2 separate regions of the Capsicum annuum genome follow, and region 2 is linked to region 1. Evidence: chromatin contacts called from public Hi-C data. All regions are on one chromosome and are shown on one strand. The core of a region is the stretch at or near the end of the contact, and the rest is flanking DNA. Distances in the headings are between cores, read along the strand shown.

Region 1 (2,735 bases), core at 83-2,582:
TCAAGCTCATGCTGATGAGCTGAGATTGGATATGGGATTTATCAATTGTGAAAAACTTTTCAAGAAGTTCCACGTTGGACACTGTTGACTAGCATATTTCAGCCTTACATATTTCAATTGTGAAAAAATTTCAAGAAGACAGAAGGATGAAGAACAACTTGTACAAGGAGCAGAAAAGAAGACAACGAAAGAGGAAAGGAGCAGAAAAGCTTCGAAAGGAAAGAGAAAAGAGCAAGGAAAAAGAAGCTTTGAAAGAGTAAGATTAGATTAAACAAAATTATACAGGGTATAGTTAAAAAAAAAAAAAAATCATGCCATAACACTAACTTGATGGTTCAACAAATTAATTAATTTCATGATTATCAAATCATAAAATAATATCATACCATACTATCTTTTTTAGAAAATAATTAAAACAAACATAATTTTTACAGTAATCATACCATACCATTGAAAACCACAATCCAAACAAACTGTAAAATGCTTTAATTGTGTCAAATTCTATGCATCACCGTAGAACTCAATAATTTTAGTTCAAAACTTCTATATTTTTTTTTAAGAAATTTATTTATCGTAACTCAAGTGAATTAGAAATTGGACATGTTATTATCAAAAATACTCCTTTTAAATTATTCGTCTTAAATTAAGATGACTTATTGAATAAGAAAAATAATTAATAACATGTCTAATTTATTATAATAAACCTATTATATGATGTTTACAATTTAATTTTTTTAAAAAATAATTAATACAAGATATAAAATATGAAAAAAAAAAATTATCTTATCTTGATTAATGAAAAAAATAAATATAATGAGACATTAAATTAGAAAATTTGAAACAAAGGAGTCATTATCTCACGAAAACATTAAAAAAAAATTAAAATAAAAAGGTGAAAATTTCAAGGGAATTTAAATAATTAACTAAGCACCTGTAGTGTTTTGACACATGGACATCAATGGTGCACCCAAGGAATCAGTACTACGAGTTCTCTTCATGATGATTGCACTTTCTTTCTTGAATTAATGAAAGTTCAATTATTATTTTTTTGAATCAAGTAAGAAAATTGTACAAGATATTAAATGAGAAGAAAATACATAATTCTCCTTTTCAATTAATTCCTCCACTTCTAAACCCATGGTTTTAAGAAAGGAAGTAAAAGATTTTAAGTTAAATACACAAATTCATTATGTCACAAACCATTTTGTGATGCACATAAAAGTGTAGAAGAAAATGCTGTGTACATATTTAGAAAGAGAAAAGTTGAAATGAAGAAGAAAATGGAAAGAAGAAACCAGAAGAAATTAGTTCACAACAAAGGTGGCCTAGCTTATTTTTTTCTCTCTTTAAATAATAACAAATCTGGGGTCAGATGTAGGGTTAGAATCTGACTAAGGTTAGGTACACTTGCATTTTGTGTTTTTGGGTAAATGAAATGAACTTCAAATTCAGTGCAAATGCAACTTGATTTGTAATAAACTTGACTTTTCCTAAGGAGATATTTTATTTTCGGTCTCTAATTATCTATCGCATTGTTTTTATGGGAGTTTTACATAGATTTCGACTAATTTATTCATAGTTATATTTTATTTTAATTTTTTTTAAAATTTTATAAAATATTCATTTTTAATTTTTCAGATACATAATTAAAAGAGATACATGATTAATGTTATATCTTAAGAAATAACTAATTCGTTGTAATTATAAAAAATAACAGTAATTAACTCACTCAAAGAGTAATTTACTTTGTAGATCTTCTAATTAACATCTAAATATCTCAAAAAATTGATATTTAGTTAATAATACAATTTTTTCGAAATATTCTTCTTCATGTTCAACTTCCAGATTCATTCTTCTTTAGTTTTTTTTTTCTTGGTGTTATTTTTCTTTTTCAATTTTTTGCAATAAATTTTAAACCTTGAAAAAAAATATACAAATATTGATTAAAAACGTATCATGATAAGACATGATGTATCAGTATAAAGAATAAGATTTGAAATACAAAGATACTCAATAAAGTTCCCATGTAATGATACAAAAGGAGTAAACATTCTTATGACACTGTACGCTCCGAAAAAATAGGAAAACCCCTAATTTGCCTATACAAATTTTAGCCGGAAATAATGATCGCGACGACCGTCGGTCATCCTCCAATGACGGAGACTAGTCAACTAGCTACACCTAGTGATCATGCTCTAAAAACTTCTTTTGCAACTTTGTTCCAAAGCACCAGCAAACCTCAGAAACCTGTACCAATGAAAGAAATATCTTATTTGCATGGGGAACCACGTATTATTTGAGAGAAGGAAGAGATCAACCAAATTATTATTAATGGAGATCTTCAAAACGCTATTATTGAAAAAAATTCATATGGATGGCCAAAAATAGAGAATTTAAGGCGCTTAATCTCAAAACAATGTGATTTGAAGGGAGAAGTTAACATAGGGCTTTTAAACAATAGATATGTCTTAATAAGGGCTACAAAGATTAAAGACTATGTCCATTTGCTATCAAAACCACATTTCTGTATCACCAAAAATTATTGGTCATATTCAATGAGAACTCTGAAATAGAATTCAATGTTCAATCCGAAAGAGGAAACAACTACTGCAATAACATGAATACCCTTTCCTTCACCACCCCCTAATTTCTTTGCAAAGAAAGTTTTTTTACACTAGCAGCAACAGTTGGGAAGCCTTTGCAGGTAGATTTAGCTACTAAAAATAAAACAAGGC
Region 2 (3,137 bases), core at 378-2,877, 190 kb before region 1:
TGCCGATTTGGGAAGATTGACATTATTTGCCGATTCGAATTTTAATTGTCGATTTGGGCAGATGACATTATTTGCCGATTCAAATCTTATTTTCTTTTGGAAAGATGCTGCTCGTGCACTTGACAAAGGAAAAATTGTGCATTTTAATGAGAAAAGTGATCTTCATGTCATTCCCGAATCTGCAAATCTCTCTAGCATTAGGTAATACTGATTCTATGTATAAACTTAGTTATCAATTGGTGAAACTCTTTATCTTGTTCCATTTCTTAGGAGAGAGGTTGCCCGTGTACGTTATATGTCTCCCTCCATTTTGACCCACTTTTTTCCGTGAAGTTTCAGAATTATGGGATTGCTACATTTTATCAATACAAAGTTAGAGCAATATTGAATCATTGAAAAGTAGCTGCAGTAACTAATAGCAGAGCAGAAAAAACTGAAAAAGAAGGGGCAAATTTGTCATTTAACAAATTAATACATGTATTAAAATAGTGTGTATTATTAATACATGAAAAATGATGTGTATTATTAATACATATTTCAATACATAATAGAGGATATAACTAATGCAAACATTAGTAATACATAAGCTAACAAATGTACCAAACAATGTATTAGTAATACACATTAATTAATGCATGCATTAATTTTTTCAATACACTCTACCAATTAACGAACCCTAAATGAGTCTAAATCCCAAAATCATCACTAACAAGTAGCTAGTACAAATTAAGTGCTTACCTAACTCATTTCCTAACCTTTTCTTGAAGAGCTTTCTCCACCATGTATACCAAGAATTTTACCCTAATCAGATCACGACTTGTAAAAATCAAAAACTCTATATATGTACATTCATAGCAAGTATAAATAGATAACATGTAAAAGAGACTGATGATATATAACTTATCACATCCGGTATAATTTTACGAGTAACGTAAAAATATTTTACATTGTCAACACATATGAGTTAAATCTTTCTATTATAGATGATCAACGCACGAGATTAATAACCCTTTTGGATCTTTTACCCGTTGACCTCATCAACCTAGACCAAAACCCTTGTTTATTTTTCTTTTCTCTTGCAACAAAAGCTATTGATCTACTCTTCTTCAATCCTCCTCCGGCGTCAGCCCCCATGATGCCGATGAAAGAGAAGGGGCCCACAACATCGGACGTGATCCTGCGGTGGCCACGAGCACGGCCACCGCAGGGAGAATCACAAGTGGAAGAATATGTAGAGGAAGACAAAGACGAATAAGTACATGATGAAGATATTGTTGATATTGTTGGTGTTGTTGAATTAGAAGAAAGAATTATGAGTCTTTCTCTAAGACAACAAGAACATACTCCTGGCTGTTGCTTTTGATCTGGATGCTTCTCGCATAGAACTTGTGGTTCAACAAAAACCATTTTTGATAATTGGTTTATAAGACACTGTCTTGGACTATAGCTTATAATGAAATGACTAATGACATACTGCATGTAATATAAGGGGATGTATAGAGATAAGATATAGTATATATACAAACAAAATAGAGTGGATGTCGTTGGGTCGGGTGGGTTTAGGGTGTGGTGTGGTTTGGGGTTGTTGAGGTTGGGGACCTCTGATGATGAAAGAAGGATCCAAGAAAGTAGGTATATATCAACAACATCTAAGAGTCAACATTTTCATGAATTGTGAAATTTACAATCCTTTGTGCTTACTGGTTCAAGATATATAAATATATAATTTAGAGTGAATTTCTTTATACAAATATAGAGTCTGAACTAAATTATTTAAACTCTATGGAACTTGCAGCATGTAGTGTAAATTCGGCCATGGTGTCATGGATGAGTTCTTGAATAGTGTAGATTTTGGATGATGGAAAATTAGAATGAACCCTTCGTGCCACTAGCTAGCTGTGACCTGTGCACAAGAAAGTCAAGGAGAACGTGTGTCAAAGGATGAGTTGTATTGGGCAGTGTGAAAATTGGAATTTGTGACTTGTTTTAGCAGAATTCATTAAAGTACAGGGACAAGTGTGGGGCACGACGTTACCGACTTTTCTTCTCATTTTATGATCACTCCCACGGTTACGTCTCCCTGAAATATTCTTTTTGTGTTTAACTCTTACATCCAAAAAGGTCTAATTTTTTTTATTTCTTTTATTTTAAAATAATTGATTTTTTAAATACTTTTTTTATTTAATTATCTTTTTTATAAAATTAAGAGATTTTTTTTAATTTTATCCTTGTCATTATATGATTAAATAAAATATATATATAATTAAATTTATATTTTTAAAACATAATTAATAAGATTAATTTACTAAAATAAATTTCTAATAAATATTTTTTAAATAAGAGTGTAAAGTTAAAAAAAAATCAACTATTTTAAAATGGAGGAAGTAAAAAATAAATAAGTTATTTACTTTTTATAGTTAATATGTCTAAGATTAATTAAATACTTTCTCTGTCTTATTTTAGTTGGGCATATTTCATTTTACATGGTGATTAAAAATTAAAAATTGAATGACTTAACTTTATTATTTTACTCTTTACTCATATTACTAGTATCTATTAGGCATAGGAATGAATATAGAAATATAATTGTCCATATTTACTGTATACGATTAATTATAGGTGTAAAATGAGAAAAAATAATTAATTCTATTATGATTTAGTAAGTAATTAATTAATATGAATCATTTTACTTTAAGTAAGATGATCAACTAAAATGGGACGAAGAAAATAATTGTTTGAAGTGACAAAGTATACCGACATACGTCCATAATATGAAGTTAGAACTTACTTGATCAATTATGTAAATTTAATAAAATTGCGATAATAGTTATAACAAGAGCTAAATTAAGCCTGTCAAACGGGCTGATCTGACCCAATTCGGCTCAGCTCGGTCTATTTATAAAAATTGGCCCGATTTAATCCGGCCCGATCAGCCCACGAGCTGTAGAATACTGAATATATATATATATATATTGTAGTAAATTTTATTTAAAGTACTACATATATATTGAATGGTGCGTATATATGTGTATATATATTCTATAGACTTATATATTTAACGTATATATGTGTATATGTTTTGTAAATTAGTATATATATATATATATATATATCTGTATATATATATATATTGTAGT

What was found. Hi-C and Micro-C count contacts between places; a contact is called where the count stands out from the background.
Region 2: a Hi-C map of leaf shows a contact between it and region 1, with 2.7 times the contacts expected there. The contact joins the promoter of LOC107871973 here to the promoter of LOC107870975 in region 1. A contact is called at or near these places in 2 of 5 Hi-C or Micro-C datasets (leaf and placenta).

Annotation. Positions count from the first base shown.
Region 1 is chr5:182,310,157-182,312,891 of UCD10Xv1.1, reverse strand. LOC107870975 (homeobox-leucine zipper protein ATHB-6) reads right to left here and starts at 1,332. Exons shown (of 2, transcript XM_047413285.1): 1 at 932-1,332. The coding sequence starts at 998.
Region 2 is chr5:182,496,903-182,500,039 of UCD10Xv1.1, reverse strand. LOC107871973 reads right to left here and starts at 1,627. Exons shown (of 1, transcript XM_016718810.2): 1 at 818-1,627. The coding sequence starts at 1,479. The coding sequence ends at 988.